2 separate regions of the Mus musculus genome follow, and region 2 is linked to region 1. The links are chromatin contacts, called in public Hi-C maps. All regions are on one chromosome and are shown on one strand. Each heading gives the region's core, a stretch centred on a gene start, on an enhancer-like site or on the middle of the called end of the contact. The rest is flanking DNA. Distances are from core to core; before and after follow the strand shown. Region 1 has its middle 18 kb from the start of Ttc1. Region 2 has its middle 33 kb from the start of Gm12153.

Evidence for each region. Hi-C and Micro-C count contacts between places; a contact is called where the count stands out from the background.
Region 2: a Hi-C map of the C2C12 cell line shows a contact between it and region 1, with 2.3 times the contacts expected there. The contact joins two enhancer-like sites. A contact is called at or near these places in 15 of 484 Hi-C or Micro-C datasets (3T3-L1-derived adipocytes, the C2C12 cell line, Sertoli cells and 9 more) and 2 of 115 datasets of contacts at active chromatin or transcription factors (bone marrow-derived dendritic cells and heart atrium).

What each region holds. Positions count from the first base shown.
Region 1 is chr11:43,763,910-43,768,377 of GRCm38.p6, reverse strand. No RefSeq gene overlaps it. Among named protein-coding and RNA genes, the nearest start is that of Ttc1, 18 kb to the right of the region's middle. Within about 2 kb of position 1,362, at least 88 of the 459 cell types and tissues checked have an H3K27ac peak or open chromatin away from gene starts, as enhancers often do. A contact at or near this core is called in the C2C12 cell line, where this site is marked.
Region 2 is chr11:43,923,823-43,928,597 of GRCm38.p6, reverse strand. No RefSeq gene overlaps it. Among named protein-coding and RNA genes, the nearest start is that of Gm12153, 33 kb to the left of the region's middle. Within about 2 kb of position 1,292, at least 57 of the 459 cell types and tissues checked have an H3K27ac peak or open chromatin away from gene starts, as enhancers often do. A contact at or near this core is called in the C2C12 cell line, where this site is marked.

The DNA of each region.
Region 1 (4,468 bases), core at 113-2,612:
GCATCTGGTCTGCACATCCTTCTTCTTGAGGCACAGTTGATCATGAGCCAGAATCTTTTCTTTTTCCCCACCAGAAACAGGGCATTACACTTTAGCACAAGTGGACCTGGAACTCACCCAAGTTAGCCTTGAACGCCAAGGTGATCCTCCTGCCTCTGCCTCTCCCTGGTGCTGAAATCACAGGCAGGCTGCTGAGAAGCAATGCGCTAGAGTAGTGTTTCTCAACCTTTCTCAGGCTGGAATCCCTTAATACAGTTTTTTGCTTTATGATGAGCCCAAGCATAAAATTACTTTCGTTGCTACTTCATAACTGTAATCTTGCTGCTGGTATGAATCGTGATGTAAATATCTGATACGCAGGATAGGATATCTGGATATGTAACCGCTGTGAAAACGTTAGTCAAACTCTCGAGACGGGTCGCGACCCACGGGTTGAGAACCCTTGCTGCAAAGCATCATTGCTTTAGGAGCTGGGCTAATTTATGACCCCATGAAAACAACTGGCTTTTAGAAACCCTGATCCCCCTACAAAACACTGTTTTGCCTGCACACCAGACACCTTCATCCTTATTCGGAGGGATATACATGTCAACCAATTGAGTAACCTTACAATGCCTACTGCCTTCTGGGACTCACTTTCCCCAGTACTAAGTTCGAGGGGTCTCTTCTTCTCTGCCCAGGCTGAGCGTCTCTCTGCTTTTCAGGCTCTAACTTCTACCCTCCTGCTTGGATGAGCCAAGGATAGCAGCTGAGAAAACAAGCCCTACGCGTCTTCAGTCAAGCTTCTCTTAGTTTACCTGTACCACACTGCCCACAATAAGGAAGAAGTCTAGTGTGCAGGGGAAAGACCGCTCTATAAGAAGGTTAAAAAAAAAAAAAAAAAACAGAGTTGTTTGGATGCTTTTCGTTTGGTTTTATTTTATTTGAATTTGCCAGTACAGAGAATTGAACCTAGCCCTCACTCACGTAAGCTAGACAAGAGTTTACCACTGAACTACATCTCCAGCTTTCGTTCCTTTTAAATGACGCAGGAAGGTTTCGGTTTCCTCCTTTGCATGTGGAAGTATTTGCAGTCAGGTTTCTGTGGTTTGTGCTTACTGCCAAGAGCTCTGCTCGCACACCGCATCCAAGCACCCTGAGGGACGCGCATCTCTCCACCGCTACGCCGCATCTACAGCTCAACGCTAGGAAGGAATACAGAGGGGGGCCCCCCGGGGCTGCTCCTAGCCACCTGCAATCTGGCGTCCTTCCTCCACGCACACTTGGAAGCTGTTTCTCGGACGAGGTGGTGAGAGGCACTGCGCCACGCCCCCTCGCGCGCCACCGCGTTCTTAGAGTGCAACCTGCCCGGCGTTCAGGCAGGCGGGCGCGCCATCTGCTGTCCAATACGAGTAAGCAACGCGAATGAAACGTTGCTCTGCAATTCAGCTTGGATCTTCTCTGCAGCTCTTCCCTTGACTCTCAGTTGGGGAAATGTTCTGGAATCCTAGGTTAAGGGTACTTAACTTGGGATCTGTGTGTTAGCTTCAACAAGTCTAGGAACCCTCCAAATACTACTCAGAGTGGGATATTTTTCTGGAAAAGAGGTAGTTTTCCTGAGTCTGACTAATAATGCTATGAATTGTAGATACACACACACACATACACACACACACACACAAAGTCTCTTGAGCAATATTGCCAGGGTATCTGGCAGATGCATATTCAACTTTCCAGATTTTGCCTGGCTGTTTCTAATATTGCCTGGCCACTTTGCTTTCCTGCCAACGAGGCATAAGACAGCCAGTTACTCTGCTTCCTCACCAGCTCCGAGAGCATTAGTCGGCTTTAATTGTAGTCATTCTAACAGGTTGGTGGTACTCTTCCTGTGGCTTGAATTTGCATTTCCCTAATGACTAGTACCGTCAAATGTCTTATCTGCTTATTTGCCCTCCATACATTTTTTGATGGTGTGTTCAAGTCTGCTCATTTTTAATAGATATTTTCATCTTAGCAAGATATATTATTTCAAGCTGAGATGTTAGGTTTCCTTATTTCTGGAACTGGAGAAATATTTCAGCTGTTGGGAGCACTTGCTGCTCTTTCAGACAACCTAGATTCAATTCCAAGCATTCATGTCTGACAACCTCTCTTGGCCTCTACAAGTACCCAAACTCAAGTGCACACATCCAATCATTTTTTAAAGATTTCTTTTTATTTCCATAACATGCAACTCCTTTTATGTATATGTTCTTTTCTCTTAGTTGATACCGTGTATTTGAATTCCTTAATTATGTCCTTTAAAATGCAGGAATATTTAATTCTGACAAAGTGTAATTTATTAATACCTTTATTTTTGGCTGATACTTTTTATTTGCACATAAGTGCTTTTAATTTAAAAAGAAAACAGAACTTTTCCTTTTAGCATCCATCAATGGAGCATCAGCTGCCAAGATGTTTGATCCTTTTGGGACTTCTAATTGAAGCAAAAACTACGTAAGGCATTTCAATACATTTTCTCACATTCAGAGGAAGATCGTGTCTTTCCCCCTCTTTCCAAAGTGCTGAGATAGAAGCATCAGGTTCAGTCTGTGTGCCTTCCAAAGGATGGTGAAGTTCAGGTTGTACGTGGACATTAAAAAGGTCAGAAGCTTGGCAGTGGTCCAACTGTGCAGGAAGAAAGATATTCACATTGATTGTTGAATTGAGAAAATGCTAACTCTCCGTGTGTGGGTCAACCCCACCCCAATAAGGTGCACATCACTAAAGCTGGAGGCATAGGTACACATGAGCGAGATGCCCAGGGGGCCAGAGGAGGATTTTGGCTTCCTTATAATTCTCATATCTGAGAGGCTGAGATGTCTGGGTTACCACAAATTTATGGCCAACCTGGAGTATAAGTGAACTCTAGGCCAACCTGGGCTACATAGATAGACTTAACTTCAGAATTCAAATAAAGAAATAAATAGGGCCGGGCGTGGTGGCACACGCCTTTAATCCCAGCACTCGGGAGGCAGAGGCAGGTGGATTTCTGAGTTTCGAGAAAGAAAGAAAGAAAGGAAGGAAGGAAGAAAGAAAGAAAGAAAGAAAGAAAGAAAGAAAGAAAGAAAGAAATTGTATTTAATGGAAAAGTGATGATATGAAGTTTACTTAACTAGTAGAAGGCTGTAGAGACAGAAAAGGCCCTGCTGTGGATATACTAACTGCTGACATCTGAGCAACACTACACTGCTATTGAGCCGTGTGTTGCTTGCTGATGTTACTGCCCAGGAATTGAAAACAGAAGCTATGGCCCTCAAGATTGTAAAATATATATATATTATATATATATTGTGGATAAAATGTTGGTTAAGACTCAGGTTGTTAGCAGCTGCTTCCAATCCTAGCCATGTCACTATGTCACTGTCCTGGTGATCCAAAAAGAGGCCTGTGGTCTGGAAATTATCACTGAGGAGGGAAGATCTGTCTTCCAATCCGAGAACTTTTGTCTGATCTTGAGGAATTATGGGGACTTTGAAGTGACTCTATTACAGAATCCCTCAAAGACAATTGCAAGACAGTGAATGCCACAACTTCTCAGCTTCCACTTTATCCTCCTGAGGTGAGAGAATGTTCCAGAAACAGTGTTTCCAGATAGCTACTAACACTGCTGATCTTAGTTACTCTTCCAAGAGGATGTGGCAGATGGAGTTGGTTCCCGTGAAAACCAAGTGTGGCAGAAATGACCCAAGAGTCCAAGTACACTCCGATTTCTTCTTATCATTTCCAGAAGCCACTCAAAGTGGAGATTTTCAAGATGTTTATTCCCAGCCTGAGCTCTATAGATCTAATGGCCAGGCTGATGAGGCGGCTTGGCAGGTGAAGGTGTTTTCTGATAATCTGAAGTCAACCCCCAGGGCCTTCATGGTGGAAGCAGAACCAGTATCTCCAAGATGTCTTCTTCTCTACACACACTCCTTGTGGCATGCACATGTACACATGCACATGCATGCACACACACACACACACACACACACACGTGATAGCAACAATAACAAAACAAACCCACAAGATCTAAAAGGGCTATTAATTTAGAGGACTGCATTATCTGGCATCGATGGGAAGAGAGGCCCTTGGTCCTGTGGAGGCTTGATGCCCCATCAAAGGGAAATGCTAGGGAGGTGGGGGTGGGTGGATGGGTGGTTGGGGTAGCACCCTCATAGAAGCAGGGGGCATGAAGGAAGTTGCACAGGGGAGACCAGGAAGGAGGCAACATTTGAAATGTATATAAAATAACCAGTAAAAAGCAAGCAAGCAAGCAGGCAGGCAGGCAGGCAGGAAGGAGAAAGAAAGAAAGAAAGAAAGAAAGAAAGAAAGAAAGAAAGAAAGAAAGAAAGAAAGAAAGAAAGGAAGGAGGGAGGGAGGGAGGGAGGGAAGAAAGAAGGGAGGGAGGGAGGGAGGGAGGAAGGAAAGAAAGAAAGAAAGAAAGAAAGAAAGAAAGAAAGAAAGA
Region 2 (4,775 bases), core at 43-2,542, 160 kb before region 1:
CTTCCTTTTCTTTCTTTCTTTCTTTCTTTCTTTCTTTCTTTCTTTCTTTCTTCCTTTCTTTCTTTCTTTCTTTCTTCCTTTCCTTCCTTCCTTCCTTCCTTCCTTCCTTCCTTCCTTCCTTCCTTCCTTCCTTTCTTTCTTTTTTGATTATTTTTTATTAGATATTTTCTTTATATACATTTCAAGTGCTATCCCAAAAGTTCTCTATACCTTCCCCCTGCCCTGCTCCCCTACCTTTAAGCACCTTCCTCACTTGAAGCAAAAATTTTGCCATCTGTAATACAACTAAGATGCTAGCAGTGTAGGTCTCAGGAGGAGCAGGGAATGGAAATGATAAGGGAACAGAAGCCTAATGTGTGGCACCATGCTCACATGAGCTGAACAAAAACCTGTATCCACACCACTTTTAGGGAATGAAGTCGTGGGACACAGGGGCAAACCATTACCAGGTACCCAAGAAGAAAAAGAATCTACAGCTTTTTACTGTCTGGCTGTGAAGCAAGGTGGACCGAGAGGCAAGCCCAGAATTGGAACTTGACTCTGCCTGGCATCCAGTACCTGTACACTTAAACTCACTCCCAGCTCTGCCTCAGTCTTCACAACCACAGAATGGACCAAATGTTGGAGCTGGGCATGCCTCAGATGTGACATGCAACAAGAGCAAAGGAAATGTGACAGAAATAGTGTCACACAGAGGCCCACAGATTATTTCTTGTACTCTTGTGATTTGAACTAAGCATTGGACTGAATCCCCAATAAAGAGGAGGAAACCTAGGTCATATCTATTCTTCAGGTGGCCTTCCAAAGTTCTAACCTGACTCTAAACCTGACTGTGCCCCCATACCTCTTGGGGACATCGTTAAATGCAGTCTGGCTCAGGAGGACTGGAGTGTGCCCAAAGGAGAGTGCTACTGGGTCACAGAACACCCTCTGTGTGGCCAGGCTCTCCGAAGGCCACAAAAGCCAAGTGGTTACATAACCCAGAGCAGGCTGGTAGAGAGAAGCTCACAGGGAGAGGTGGGCCCTGCAAGTGGGTTCAGGATACACAGCTGTGGGCCTAATGATAAGCCTTGTGGGTGTCGGGTGTTGTCTAAATCCTATCATACTTATATTTCCCGAAATGTTCCTAAATGATGGATGTATTTTTGTCTTGGTTTCACAGATTACCAAAAAAAAAAAAAAAAAAAAAAAGCTACGGTCCAAAGAGATTGCATCACTTGCCCAGTGTTACACACCGTGCTATCCACAAGCCTCCAGTGTCAGAGCTGAACCCAGGGCAGATGACAGTGATACATGGTGCATTCCTGGACCAGCTGCCCCTCTAATCCCACAGCAGAGGGACACCCCCTGACACAGCACACTCTGAAGCTTGCTGAGAGCTGAGTCATTTAATGGCAGTGGCTTTAGGAGCCAGTCTCCAGCCTCACTGGCTCCTGCCGCACACAATATTTCTCTCCTTTCCGCACTCTGAACAGCTACATCCAATGTCTTTCTTTCACATTTCACAGGGTTTAAAAGCCTGGATTCTGATCTCAGCTTCACTGTCTATAAGTTGCTTAGCTTTGAAAGACTCCGCTTCTCCAATCTATCTTCTGGGCATAATCAGTATAGAGTCTATAGTGGGAAGGTTTTCTTTTTTCTCTTATATACAGTTTCATGCAGCCCATGCTGGCCTCAAACTCACTACGCAGCCAAAGATAACCTTGAACTTCCACTCCCCCTGCCTCTACCTCCAAGTTCTGACATATACTGGAAGGTACCACCTTGCCTGGTATATTCCGCACTGGGGATTGAACCTAGGACTTTGTGCATATTAGCCAAGCACTCCACTCACCATAGCTACATCCCCAGCCCTGGGAAGAATTACTGTGAAAATGGAGGTTGAGCATGTTCTCTGCTGGTTCGTCTTGCCCCTAGCACAGAATCACTATAGATGTGATTATTGAGGTAAAAATCAGGCTCCCAGCCTGTGCAGTGATTCAGCCACTGGGCTCGGTGGTGTGAATGACTCCACTTCTAGCAAGAGGTTTTCAGGCTATTGCACCTGCCAGCATGCATATACACTGCTCCCATAGAAAAATGGAAACCGAGTTACAGGAATGGGGGGCATAATCGCACATCAGGGAAGCATTTTGCACAAACAAATGTTGCATCAACTTTCATGGCTCTGGCCCCAGGCTGGCTATGAGTCAGACTCGCAGCCCCATCTTCAAGCTAGTGGTTGTCCTGAGGCTTAGACCTACTCATTCCCCTCCTACCTGCCATCTCCTGCCACTGCCCTGCATTCCCCAAGGAGCCAGGGATGAAAGAGAGATGCCTGTGAGCAACTGCCATGCTGGCCCGCCAGCATTCGTTAATGCTATTAAAAGATACCCCAAGTCATTACTGTGGCATTGTGGGACTCCGCTGATTGCAGCTAATCTCTGGTTCCTTTTGTGCTCCTAATGGAGGGAGCCTAGCACTGACAAAATAAAAAGAAAGAAAGAAAGAAAGAAAGAAAGAAAGAAAGAAAGAAAGAAAGAAAGAAAGAAAGAAAGAAAGGACATTCTGTTTCCTTTTTTTCTAATATTTAGTTTAAGAAAAAATAGCTAGGGGCAAAAAGTGATATTCAACAGCTAAAAATGAGTAAGATAAGAATAAAAATACAGAGAAGGTGATTTGAAAAATGGTTTTCTTTTCAGCCAGCAGACCCTGAGACAATAGCCACCCGGATGAGCTCAGGGCCAGAGGACAGGAGTCATTTGGTGAGCACACTGTTCCCACTCCCTCCTCTTTCCGCCACCTCTGATTACATCAGTGAGAAATTCTCTCAGTGCTAGTGAGGCTTCAACACCCTGGGACACAGTTAATCTCCCTTTCCTAACAGCAGGAACAGCCTGCGCCAGTGTGCAATGCAGGGCAGGCTGCTGGGACTACAACCTGAGCCGGGTCCCAGGGACTCTATGAATATACGACTTTGTGGTTCTTTTTTTTTTTTATTTTATTTTTTCAGATGTAAGATGTGATTCGCAAGCATCTGATATTGTGGGTGAGTAGTTGCTGGCAGGGTGGGCCACGAGAAATTTGGCAACACTGAAAGGTCTCTGATTCCAGGACAACCAAAACCTAATTGGAAATCAAAATGTAATGAATACAAAGTGCTTCTGAAACTACTTGCTTTTGCAGCTACTCTAGATCATTGCATCTTCACTGAACGCCCAACATTCACACTTCACACTGTACATGCATCACACAGCATGCACACTTCACACTGTATATGCATGCCCTGGTATCAGGCTGCAAGGCTACCTGGCACCACTTAGTCCCAATTGGAAACTGTTGTGTGCTGTGAACTTCATGTTCTTAATTACAGGAAAACTTCTCTGCTCTTAAGGAAACATAATGGTCTAATTATGGAAAAGAAAGTCTTTTAGTATCTTCCTACCATCGGGTAAGTACCAAATTACTGTATCTTTGAGTTGTGTTGTGTCATGTTAAACAAGCACATCTATCTTAGCTCATAAAAATGCAAATTGGCCCATCTTTGCTAAATGGTAAAAATCATATGTATACCAAAGAAGGGTTTTAAAACAAAGTTATTATGAGTTCTTAGCAGTAAGTGTTTGACACGTATTTTATATACCTATAAAACCCATGAGAGGAGACATCCCCCCCCCCCCGCCCAGTTAAGGGTTGACCTGTGGGAATGCCTGTTAAGAATTATTTTGATTCTTACTTGATGTAAGAGGGCCCAGCCCAGTGTAAATGATACCTTCCCCTTGACAGGTGGTATGGACTATATAAAAATCTAGCTAACAATGGTTAGCCTATCTGTGAGACACAGGTAGCAAGAAACATTCTAAGCTTCCTGCTGTACTTCCTTGACTATAAATGAGTTCCTTGGTCTGAAGTAGTGCAGCATAGAATAGGCAGCAGGCCTCCCTTCAGGTTTCAGCCTTGACTCCCCTCAGTGATGGACTGCTGCAGCCTGTAAGCTGAACTATATTCATTAGTCCCCAAAGCTCTGACGCAAAAATCAGGAATACTAGTGAGTAACTTCACAGGAGACAGCCTTGGCCACAGCTGCTAGGAACTCATTACATGACTGATGTGGCAGTGCCTGGAGTGTAGTGGTTTTTCATGTTTGTCCTTATGCAGGTTACCTTCCACTTGGAGAAATGGTCCAGGTTTTCTGTTTTTAACAACAAAACTAAAGAAATGTGTAATATGAGTATTTGGTTGGTTGGTTTATATATTTATATGAGTACACTGTAGCTGTCTTCAGAGACACCAGAAGAGGGCATCAGATCACATTACAGACAGTTGTGAGCCACCATGTGGTTGCTGGGAATTGAACTCAAGACTCTGGAAGAGCAGACAGTGCTCTTAACCTCTGAGCCATTTCTCCAGCCCCCAAACTGGGTATTTCAAAGACAGTTTTAAAACATGTGTCAACTTGAACCAGATAACAGAAGACTGGAGCAAGGATTGTGAGAATGATCCTCCAAGGACTAACTGTGGGGACACGCAAGCCAGTTCAACTCGTGAACATTCCAAGAGAGGCCCTAAAACTCTGAGAGTACCAATAAATTACATCATTGGTCATACCACAAGCCAGCTACGAAATGATTCTAGGATCCTAACACACAGGTTGTGGTAGTGAGATTGAAAATCTTTAGAAAGTACAAAGATCTACCTTAGATGGAGAAGAAGGGATAAAGAGTGTCAAACAAAACTGAGAACATAGCAAAAGACCATTTGTTTCCTTGGTAAACAAATGAAAGCAAAAACACTAT